2 separate regions of the Rattus norvegicus genome follow, and region 1 is linked to region 2. Evidence: chromatin contacts called from public Hi-C data. All regions are on one chromosome and are shown on one strand. The core of a region is the stretch at or near the end of the contact, and the rest is flanking DNA. Distances in the headings are between cores, read along the strand shown.

The links. Hi-C and Micro-C count contacts between places; a contact is called where the count stands out from the background.
Region 1: a Hi-C map of liver shows a contact between it and region 2, with 4 times the contacts expected there. The contact joins the promoter of Yme1l1 here to the promoter of Pdss1 in region 2. A contact is called at or near these places in 2 of 12 Hi-C or Micro-C datasets (liver and mammary epithelial cells).

What each region holds. Positions count from the first base shown.
Region 1 is chr17:90,194,373-90,200,237 of GRCr8, forward strand. Yme1l1 (YME1-like 1 ATPase) reads left to right here and starts at 1,715. Exons shown (of 19, transcript NM_053682.2): 1 at 1,715-1,913; 2 at 5,205-5,336. The coding sequence starts at 1,881. Mastl (microtubule associated serine/threonine kinase-like) reads right to left here and starts at 1,052. Exons shown (of 12, transcript NM_001107369.1): 1 at 811-1,052. The coding sequence starts at 993.
Region 2 is chr17:89,965,607-89,971,682 of GRCr8, forward strand. It overlaps Pdss1 (decaprenyl diphosphate synthase subunit 1), which reads left to right and starts at 2,888. Exons shown (of 11, transcript NM_001400847.1): 1 at 2,888-3,031. The coding sequence starts at 2,900.

The sequences.
Region 1 (5,865 bases), core at 465-2,964, 230 kb after region 2:
GAAAGGGTTGATTTAGGACACATTTCTTTCAACTTGCTCTATAAATGAACTTATAGCTTACATATCACTATGGAAAAGTTGAAAAGCAAAAATGAAGTTTAATGAGATCTTTTGGTTTTACAGCACTTGCTCTTGTTTAGTAATCTATCGTCAAAGAGATGAATTAAAACATAATTAGAAAGTGACCATTACAAACTTAATCAAAGTGCCAAAGTTAATCCAGGTGAAGCTCAAGTTAGTAGAAAAGCAAAACAAACCCAAAATCCAGGTGACACATAAAATTAATGTAATTATAAAATTTCACAATATAAATGTCATCACAGAAAATGTGACTATAATGCAACTTCTTAGAGTGCGATTTGAAATCAGTGTCTACAAACCACTTCTTGTTTGTGATAACAAAATTTCGGTATTCTGTATGTCAAAGGAAAACATAACCAATACGTATTTAACGGCCTTTTGGATTTTGAAACATGAGTCATGAAATCGTGGCCGTGGCTTCAAGTCTCTGCTTTCAGCCTAGGTTTTCGCATTTGTTTACACTGGCCTGGACACAGTTGGGTATGTTTTGCTATTTTCACTGTGTAATGATTCTCAGGATAAAGAGAAGGGCAGGGCAAAGGAAAGGGCAGACACCAGCTCACTGCAGTCTGCCCAAACGCCAACAGTCAACAAGCAGGACTGTGCAAACTTCTGTAAGACGGGCATTGCAGGCTAGGGCTCCAGGAGCCCCAGAGCTTGTTCAACAACACAAAAAGGAGGTTCGTGAGAAAGGACCATTTAAGACCTTTGCGCTTTTAGACTGCCTACCTTCACCGCGTACAACTTGCTGCCTTTCTGTCCCAGGTACACTTTCCCGAATGCGCCACGGCTAATGGGCTTCACTATAGTGAATTCTTCAATGGAGGGTGGTCTTGGTACTGGGATCCTATTCACGCATTTCTCTGTCGCCGCACCTTCTTCATTCTCCTCACTTCCCGAGGCGGACTCCATAGCTGAACAGTTCGCACTACAGTACTAACTCCCGCCAAGTAGATTCAAATGCTTTCGCCTACGCCGGATGCCTCCCGTGACGTCACCATGCGCCTGCGCTCTGCTGGCTCACTGTAAGCCTGCATAGATGGGTGGGGCTGGCGGCACTGCTGGGCGGGGGCTGCTAGTGCAGGGAGGAGCGGGCGACGCTACTGGGTGGGGTCTGCGGAGCTCTGGGCGGGGCCTGCGGAGCGTAGGTTGGGCCTCAGCCGCGGATACATAGGCTGTTTTTGTGACGGGGCAGTGCATTCGCTAGCCAACGAGCAAGGGGTCTACTAAGACTTTAATGTAGCTCGAGTCTGGTGGGGTCCAAGTCCCAGCCAAGATCTGCAGTTCTCTCTTCTTCCGCGTGAGCCAGAAGCCAGGTCGACTGTTAAAGCAATGGCTAGGGATGAGGTGTGGAAGCTAGCGGAGTCACAGAATGTGGAGAACCTGGGTGAGCCGGAAGCGCGGTTTACCCCGTATTAAATTCAGAAACAGATTAGTAGCGACTAGAAGACCATCCAGTTTATTGTTGGGGGTGTTAAAAATAAATACCTCATAAAACAACCCTAAAGTGAAATAGTACCCGGAAGAGGCGGAGCGCTGACGGGTCGGGGGCGGAGTGAACGTGGAGGTATTCATTTGCTCCGGAAGTACTGTTTCGGTAGCCTCTGGTTTTCCGGGGCAGATGTCGTCGTAGCAGCTGTCGGGAAGGGAAGCCATTTTTTTGTTTTTGGGAGGAGTAAGGAAGAAACTGGGAGAAGAGCGAAGGAAAATAAAGAGAAAATAAAAGGGCTTAGCCCCTTTCCTTTGAGCTGATTTAGGAAGCAGTTTCAGCTGGCGGGAAAGGTCCCGAGGGCCCAGAGATGTTCTCCCTGTCGAGCACTGTGCAGCCTCAGGTGAGCCCAGCATTCAGCCGTTTTCCTGCGGCCCTTTTGCGACTGTTTTCCGGATGCTGTAATAGATTTGGTGTTTCTGAAGCAAATTAGGGAAGGAAGCGACGAACCCAGTGTGAGTCGCGGGCTGAAAAGTAGATCGGGGGACAATGCTGAGAGTATGACCTGACACGTATCCGATGGTTTGCACATAATTTCTGTTGAGGATCCAGGCATTGTTTAGTGTTGGAGATGGGGATTTGAGAAAACAGTGTTCTTTTCATACACCCCATTTTTCCTTTCAAGCCGAATTTAGTTTAAACATACTCAGATAATTTGAATAGCATCACAGTTTCTTTCTTTCTGGCCAGAATTAACTTGTGCACATTTTTTTAATCATTAGATTCTTGCTATTAAATTTTAAAAATTGATTTAAATTTTATATTTTTATTAGGACCCAAATTGTATTACTTTTTCTTTTTAAAATCTTTTTTTTTCTTTTTTTTCGGAGCTGGGGCCCGAACCCAGGGCCTTGTGCTTGCTTGGCAAGCGTTCTACCACTGAGCTAAATCCCCAACCCTACTTTTTTCTTTGGTTCATTAAATTTTTTTGGGGGGGAGTGATAACAATGTTTAATTTTATTTTTTTGAGGCAAGGTCTCACTGTCTTTGCTGTCCTAGTTCTCACTCTGTTCTGGCAAGCCTCTGAAGTGTTGGGATCATGGCTCCTACCACCATCACGCCAGATGGACTGTCAACTTCTTGTCCTGATTGCTTAGCTACTTCTTAGGCAGCATATGTGGATTTTTCCTGGTCACTGGAAGTAAAGATGAACAATAAACAGGAATTTCAGGCAGTCAGAAAAATATAAATAAAAAATCTTGTGAGGAACAAAAGTCAGGCCAGTGTGGCAAGAGCAGAGTGATTAAAAGGAGCAGTGTCAGAGATGAGGTTGAAGAGAAGCCTGGAGCCAGGTAGGGAGTTTGATTCATTTGATTTCCCTGACCAGGTTTTCGTTTGAAGGCTTGCTTTGGCTTCTTGTGTGGAGAAAATGAGAGGGCAGAAGCATATGTGTTCTAGATTAAGAATGTTGTTGTCCTGACACAGGAAAGGTATTCAATAATTGTGGAAAAGAAATTGCTATGTCTAGTCACCTCTAATTTCAGACAAGGTGGGAGGGACAAGCGGATTAGGATTAGGAATTGGCAGCCAACCTGCCTCAGAAAGAGAAATTAAAGTAGAAAAGAAGTAATAGGATTTCACTTGGGTGTTAGTGTAGGTGATGGTGGAAAGTGGTATTTCTTTATTGGTCAGCCTGATGCAGGAAGATGCTGTTTCCTAAGATGGCTGTCTGGGGAACGTTTAGTAATTAACAGTCTGACAGAGACTGTTGACATAATATTAATTATCAAGAAAGCATGAAGAATATATACCATCATGGGATAGACAGCATAACGTGGTAGAAAAGCAAAAGAGCAAGGGGAAAACCCACACTGGTGGCATAAGGGCAGGACTTCCATGGCTTAACTACTTGCTTGTTGTAGGTTTTATACAACCCCATGTAGCACAGGCAGTTGGTTTGTAGTGCTGTGCTATCCTTCCTAGCTAGTCACCTCCCACCTCTTACTGCTGTTCTAATGGAAACTGAATTAAGCATGAATTTTAAAGGGACAATGCCTCAGATCACAGCAAGAAGTATAACACTGACTAATTTTAGAGTCAGGGATTAAGTTAGTTAAATTATTAGACTTGGTTTATAATAGCCCATTATTTTATTCACTCAACAAATGAATATTTAGCATTCTCTATATTCATACTTGTATTGGGATGCAATATTTAATACTGAAATAGAAAAAGCCCTTGCCACATGGAGTTTATCTTTTAGTTGGATAATCTGCTACAACAAAAGAAATTCTTAATTTTTGTAGTCTTCCTCTTGCCAAGCTTTTGTTATATTCTTAGACTTTCTTGAGTTAGGAAGCTTTTGATTTCATAAGCTCCATAGATTACATTGTGTTTGTCCTAACGAGTAACTTGAATCTGCAAATAGTCCCAGAATGGATAGTCCCAGAGCAGATACTTTCATCAAACTGTAATTCCCACTCCTGGAGGCAGTGATTGACTGACCTGCTGGGTGGTGAATTTGTATGCAGAAGGGCTTTGCATCATAACTCGGTAGAGAATGTCCTCAACTGATGTTCTCTCCAGGACTTGCCCTATGTACTTTCATATATTATAGACTGGTAATTGTAAATACAGTGTTTTCATGTGTTCTTGGCGCCATTTCTGATACAGGGAATGAAGGGGCATGTGATGAAGTGAGGAATGTAAAACCAACTGTAGAAGATTTTCAGGCTCTACAGATGTTAGATTTTAAGCAGAAGCATGATCTAGAAGATTTTAATTATGACTCTTTTATCTTTGGTAGTATGTTACAGCTGGGTAAGGGCAGAAACAGGAGATTAGGTGGTGGGATTCAGAGCAAGATGGTGGCAATGGGAATGTTCAAAAATCAGAAAGTTCTTGGTGTGAACTTTTGCTATTAGAACATTAATGTTTGTGAAGCCTTTCTGTGGAAGTGCCTTTTATTTTGCTGCTTCCCTAATAGTTGTTTTCTCAAGTTCTCCATTTGTTTTAAAATTGTGTTGAAGAAGTTGTCTTATTAGTGCACATCATTTGTCGAATTGTCTCCTTAGAATGAGTTCCTAGAGAGTAGACTTTAGAGAATGAGAGTCTATGTATTTCAAATTAATTAATTTTTGTGACAACATCAGTGTGTGGTCCTGGTGGGCCTTGAACTCTATGTAGACCAAGTTGACATTGAATTCAGAGATCTGCCTTGTCTTCTTCCCCATTGCTGTGGTAAAAAGAGTGTACCGCCATGCCTGGTTTCTAACATATCCAAGGTAGTATCATCAAAGAACAAACCAATTTTCTTCTTGTCAGCAGTAAATGAATGTGGACAGTATTTTTGCACGTGTTTGTCTATGCTAATCTGTTGAATGTATATGTGGTGCTGGAGCTCAAACTGAGGTCATCTTTACTTTGCTAGCATGGAGCTATATCTTAGCCTTTCCATTATTTTGACATCTGGTGTATTTTTAACTTTTTTTTTTTTTTTGGTTCTTTTTTTCGGAGCTGGGGACCGAACCCAGGGCCTTGCGCTTCCTAGGCAAGCGCTCTGCCACTGAGCCAAATCTCCAGCCCCGTATTTTTAACTTTTAACAGGTCTTAATTCTGACTAGAAGAAGAAGGAGATTGTTTCTGTTTTTTTTTTTAAACAGACTGCTTAATTTGAACTTTTATTTTTCTCTAGGTTACAGTTCCTCTCAGTCATCTCATCAATGCCTTCCATTCACCAAAAAATATATCCGTTTCCGTCAATACATCTGCTTCTCCAAAACAGCATCGAGATACAGTTGCTGAGCATGAAGCTCCCAGTAGTGAGGTGAGCTAGTTAATCTGAATCTGAACTATATGAGAAAGCCTTTTGGTATGGTGAATTTTAATCACACAGATATTTTCACTTAAGCATTTATACCAATGCTTTCTGCTTTCAGCTAATCTTTGTAACTGAAGACAGCTAATTCTGGCTTTTGTTGTTTGCTGTATGTATTAAGACTATTAGTTTATTTGGTTATTTTAAAACATGACATTATATTTGTTATGTACATAACATATTACTCTTTGTTGATACCAATTAGTTTTTTATAAAAAGAATTAAACTTTTTTAGTTATTTTTATTTATTGTGTATAAATGTTTGCCTATAAATATATATGTAACTGGTGTCCCTGGAGGTTAGATTAGGGTGTCAGATCCCCTGAAACTAGTTACCAGATGATTTTAAGCCACCATGTGGGTACTAGAACTGAATCCTGGTCCTTTGTAACAACAGAAAAAGTGCTCTTACCTGCTGAGCCATTTTTCCAGCCCCTTTTCTTTCTTTTAAAAATAAAATTTAAACATTGACATTTTC
Region 2 (6,076 bases), core at 1,638-4,137:
AGAATGACATCAGCAGACAGGCATTAGCATTTTTTAGGTAGCGTGTTGATAATTCACTGATCTGATAACTTTGAATGCTTCATGGAGTAACTGGACCAAGACATATATGTACGTTTATGTAGTACGTTTATAATTCTTCCTTGACTATCAGGCCTCCCAAGGATATTTCAATGAAATCATCAATATGACAAAATGCCTAGCCAATCCTCCAAAACTAAGATGACAGTTTCGAAAATGCTTTCATTACAAACTGTACCCGTTCTCACCTGTCAGAATTAGCTGTTTCATTTGCCTAAGTGCAGTGACAAAGATCTAAGTTGTAATGTTAGCATTTCTTCTAGGCGCCACCCAACAGTTACCAAGCAACAGCCAGGTACAAGCCAGGATTGATATAAAAGGTCTCTCTCTCTCTCTCTCTCTCTCTCTCTCTCTCTCTCTCTCTCTCTCTCAAGCAACAGCCAGGTACAAGCCAGGATTGATATAAAAGGTCTCTTTCTGTCTCTCTGTCTCTCTGTCGGTCTCTGTGCATGTGTCTGTCTGTCTGTCTGTCTGTCTGTCTGTCGCTCTGCCTCTTTCCCCCTCCCTCCCTCATTATTCTCTCTGGCCTCTTTCTCTCTCCCTGTCCTCTCCCCATCCCTCTCTCTAGTGATCCCTGTCAGCCTCTTCCCGTTTTTCTCTCTTCTCACTCTCTGTCCCTCTGCCCCTCCCCTTCCCTGCCTTTACTCCCTTTTCAATCCCTCTTCTCACGCCCTAAAATAAACTTCATTTTATACTAGACCCATTGTATAGCTGGTACCAGGGTGGGGGTGGGGGTGTTGCCTGAGCATGGGCCTGCTAAGGCACCCCCTCCTGCCACATCATACTGTGTTTTACAAAACGTATCTTCTAGATTGTGCACAAGACCCCAAATATAAGGAATGCATTACAGACAATGCAAGGGAGACTGAAGAAACTGTGTCCTCTAAATATTGACTCTTAGGAAGGCATAAATACACCAACTGCAAGTTTGCAAATCTATGTTTCTTGTTGTTCTGCACCACACTTGCATTAAAAAATGTTGGGCCTAAAGCTGAACATATTTTCTTATTTTATATTAGGTTCATATGTTGTATACCCCAATTCAATTCATAGCACCCATATCTAACTGCTCCCAAAGACCTACTCCAGCATCAGACGCCCTCTCCTGGCTAGCCTAGTTGGGTCAAAAGAATCATCTATGAATTATGTGGGTTTTCTTGATAGATTATTAGGAGTCAGAGTTTAGCTACACAATAGTGTTGGAAGTCTTAAATGACTTCATCTATATTTTCCAGTTAATCTTGCATCTCAGATACTGCAGCTTGGGGATTTTGTGTTTGTGTTGGGGCTGAGGATCTAACCCTGGGCCTTGACCACACTAGGAAAGTGCTCCTTTGCTCATACCACAACCTATTACAACTTCTTTTTAAGAGCCAGGGCTTTTGTTAAATCTGGATAATTTTTATATTAAAAATGCCCAGCAGAATTCTAGATTGCTGTCCTTCTCCTGTTTCCCTACCTGCAAAGGAAGATAGTTAACAGCAATATGCCACAGGTTGTAGCATTGTCAAAAGAACATGAAACTATTTACTGCTACACTAAACCAGGCAAAACCTACCTATTGGATTATCTCATTCACTCATTCATTCATTAATTTGTGGTGTTGGGATGGAACCCAGGTTGTTGTGCATATTAGGAAAACACCCTTCCACTCAGTCAAAACCTCAGGAAACGTTTTTTTTTTCTTTGACAGTTTCATACATGTACATGTATAACCTTCATTTGTAACATAGAAACCTAATATGAAAATAATGTGCTAAACCTTAGGGTTAACCTTCTTTAAGTGTGTTGCAAAACAAGATGAAAATATGATTCAGAAAATTACAGCTAGTTTATTTCTTCGAGGGAAGGTGGACTGGGAGGAGAGGGGGGGTGATGTAAAGTGAATGACTGAATACATAAATAGGGGAAAAAAGTCAACACGGGAACACAGTAAGTTTCTTCAGTCTCCCCGGTGCTAGCATTGTCTCTCATTGCTTCCACCTAAGATTATGGCAGAATGATTATGAGCATGTATAATCACCTTATGAAACTGTTATAAAAATGCTTTTTCAACATCGGAATAAATCCAACATTCGTCAGGCACAACGAACAAATAAAACATGGACAACGAAAACATTTTCTTGCCAGAGTGTATCCTGAACTGCATTGTATGCATTAGCAAATATTGTTGGAAATGGGGACGCAGGTCGGTAATCTCAGCAGCAACAGGCTGTGGCATAAGGATGGTGAATTTGAACCCAACCTGATCTACACACAGCCAATCTGGTCCACACGGCGAGATCATCTAAAGAAAAATAATATTTTTTTTAAAAATTTTATCCAAGAAATTTACATCCAAGAGTTGATCATTACATCCAAGAGTTGGTCTCCCATATCCAGATATGGACAAAACAGTCAAACTATGCATGTATACATCTCTAAGGCTTTCGGGACAGGGTCCAAAAGCTGAGAAACGAGGTTAACTTAACTTCTGTTTCACAATAACCGTTAGCATAGACTAATTAGAGAAAGTTGGCGCTTCTCCGAACTTAGTATTGCGGAAACCATGGCCTCGGGGTTAGCAGGCACCGGAACCAGATTTCTGCACGCTTTGTCCCGCGTAGGACAACAGTTCGGACGCACATTTCTGGCTAAAAGCGGACGCCGCTACTGGCCGGAGCCAGTGGCTCCGAGGAGAGTCAGAGACGACCCGCGACCGCTCGGAGGACCTGGTAGGACAGGGTGCGGCCTCGCGCTTCCGGTGCCCAGCTTCCGGCTCCGGGTCTGGGCCTGGGGCAGAGGCGGAGCCACCGCCGGCCGCGACTTTCAGACTCGTACCATGGCTCTGCGCTGGTCATGCTGGCGGCGCCGCTGCTCCTGGAGGCCGGCGCTGGTCGGGAGCCCGCGGCCGGCACGCCCTGGCTGTGCAGGACCGCTCGGGACACGCGCCGCCTCGGACACCCGCGCGCAGGTGAGGCCGGGACGCGCGCGCTCTCCGCGGCGTAGAGGTCACTGTGCCAATGACAGCCGGAGACCGAATGAATGGGAAGACGCGCACGTGCTCCGGGGCCTACAGCCCCCTTGGGTGGGACGCTAGGGGAATGGGACTAGTAGCGGGGCCCGAAGTGCGGAGCTGCTGATCGGGCACCGAGGGGACATAGGGGCTGAGGTAGGGGAAGCGTCGGAGCGCAGCCCTGTTAAGAGAGATGCCGGGGCTACTGGGGTGTGTCGGGAAGACGTAGTTCTTTCCACGGATACAACCAGAGCCAAAGGGATCTCTACTCTCGCTTTTCTAGCAATTTCGGATTTCGGATCCCGTTAGCCTCAAAATTTGGAAAGGGTGTTGTGGCGACGCAAAGCGATGCTACTAGCCAGGGTGGACTCGACTAGAGTGCTGCAGGTGCTTACGAGAGAGAACGCACACCTGAAAGGCGCTGGAAGGACACTAGAAGGAGAAGAGCCCAAGGGTGTCACGAGAGACCTATGACTTCTTTGAAGTAAAATTATTATCTGAGTAGTAAGCGTGATTCCTTGAAACTCTCCTACTTTGTTCGATTTCAATTTCATTTTCTCTCGGTCAATTAGCCCTGTAAATGACTCCCCGCTCAGTGTGAGTTGGGTCAATCCATACCTTGGTCCTTACTGATTTTTGAAGTTCGTGGTTTTTCACTTTGGGTTTTGGAGACCTTTCCAGCCACCCAGTAATTGTATGACAGTTCACCTTTCATCTTAAAAAAACAAAAACAAACAAAAACACCCACCTCTTAAACTTTAGTAAGATTTGGTGTACACTTCATATGTCAAACACTATACTAGTACGAAATGTGTAGCGTTTATACATATCTAGTTTATACCAAAGTGGATGCATATAACAAATTATCCAAAAAAGAGTTTGGAAAGAAAATGCAAGCTGATGTAATGTAGAAAGAATAATGAAAAAGAGAAAGAGGGCATGCATGTATCTTAGAGGAAGATAGGCTTTGCAGGGATCCATGTCAATACCTAAGCTAGACTTTAGAGGGCTTGAGGTTTTATCTCCATAGATGCAGACATGTTTTGGAGAGAGATGAATCTACCACAAGATGCCACTGAATACTTTTTGCCTTGGCTGTTTCTAAAAAGGGGAAAAAAGAAAAGACGCCTCAGCCATAAGAAGAGTGCTTTTCTGGAAAGAATCTTTGTCACTGGCATCCACATCTGTTTCCTTGAGCAAAAAGGGAGACTAATTGAGGGTCAAGCATCATGTTTTCTCACCCATGTGCTAATACTTTCTACTCTAAGAATATCAGAACACAGGTGTCTTCTTCAGGTGCAAGTGCTTTCATTACTTCAGGTCTTAAAGACTACAAGCCTTAGAGACAATAATTAAGCTGAATTTGTCTCTCTAACATTGTATTATGCTGTAGCCCAGAGTAGCCTGGAACTTACTGTCGAGCTAAGCATGGCCCCAGATACATCATAGTAGTTTTTCCTCAGTTTCTAGCCCCATCCCTATGCCTAGGGCAGTGCATTAGACCTAAGTGACCACACCCAACTTTGTCTTTAATTCATATTGAGCACTTTCTCTTTAAAAAGTCGATTCTCAACTAGGTCTGTAATACCAGCATTTGGTAGAAATGTAGGAGGATCAGGTAATCTTTGTCTACAGAGTGAGTTGAATGCCCAGCTGGGCTATATGAAAACCTTAAAAAAAAAAATCCTAAGGGGCAGAGTTGACTTTCAAAGAGAATAAATGATATAGAGAAGGAATAGAATCAGAAGTGAAGAAATTATTTTCACTGCCATGTCAGTGAGTCCCAGAACTGGTTGTACATCTTCATTCTAAAACATGGTTTTTTTACCTTCGAAAACACTGGCCCCAGGTAGCTCTAAGTAGAATACAGCTTGATTTGAATAAATATTGTCCTAAATCTTTGCTGTGGAGCTCAGGATGTAAGTGAATAGGTACTGTCTTCAGTGTTTCTTTGGAGCTAGGAGTTATAGTTCAGTGATAGGATACTCATTGGAGGGGTGTGTGTGTGTGTGTGTGTGTGTGTGTGTGTGTGTGTGTATACATATATATATATATATATGTGTGTGTGTGTGTGTGTGTGTGTGTGTGTGTGTGTGTGTGTGTTTCTAAGAGTAGGTATGGAAAGATGTCAAAAAGTGACCCAGATGGAAATTTTTGATATTTTTTCCGAGATCTGTCCTCTAAAGATTGCAATTAACAGTATTTACACTACCTAGTAGCAAAGGGTATTCCATATTAATCATGCAGTTTTAATATTTCACCATTAGGTCTTAGATTGAATAGATGTAACTCTTCTATCAGGTTGTCACTTGCTAGAACTGGAGAGATGGCTCAGCAGTTAAGAGCATTGATTAAGAGTTGATTGCTCTGGGGTTGGGGATTTAGCTCAGCGGTAGAGCGCTTGCCTATCGAGCGCAAAGCCCTGGGTTCGATCCCCAGCTCCGAAAAAAAAAAAAAAAAGAGTTGATTCCTGAGTTCAATTCCCAGCAACCACATGGTGGCTCACAACCATCTCTAATAGGATCTAATGCCCTCTTCTGATGTGTCTGAAGACAGAGACAGTGCACTCACATACATAAAATAAATAAATCTTTAAAAAAAAAAAAAGCTGTCACTTGTTGTGGCAGAATGGTACACTAATGCTAACACAACACTTGAGAGACCAGGCATAAGGATCAGTTCAGTGTCAACTTGAGCTGTGTAGTAAGATTCTGTCTTGAAGCATTGATGGGAGTCATGGTCCTTATTTATATGTCTCATAATAAAGCATTACATTTGTATAAATTAACTACTTAAGGATACCAAAAGAAGTAAGTAGACTGTCTAAAGAGTGGCCTATAATTCTAGCTAGTATGAAGAATGAGTCAGACAGACTGTGAGATCAAAGCCAGCTTGTGCTACATATCAAGACGTCCATCCCAAAAGAGGGGAAAGTGGGCTGTCCCATAATGATAAAATCAAAAGAGAGAAAGAACTGTTGCTGTGCTGTAGGAACATAATTTT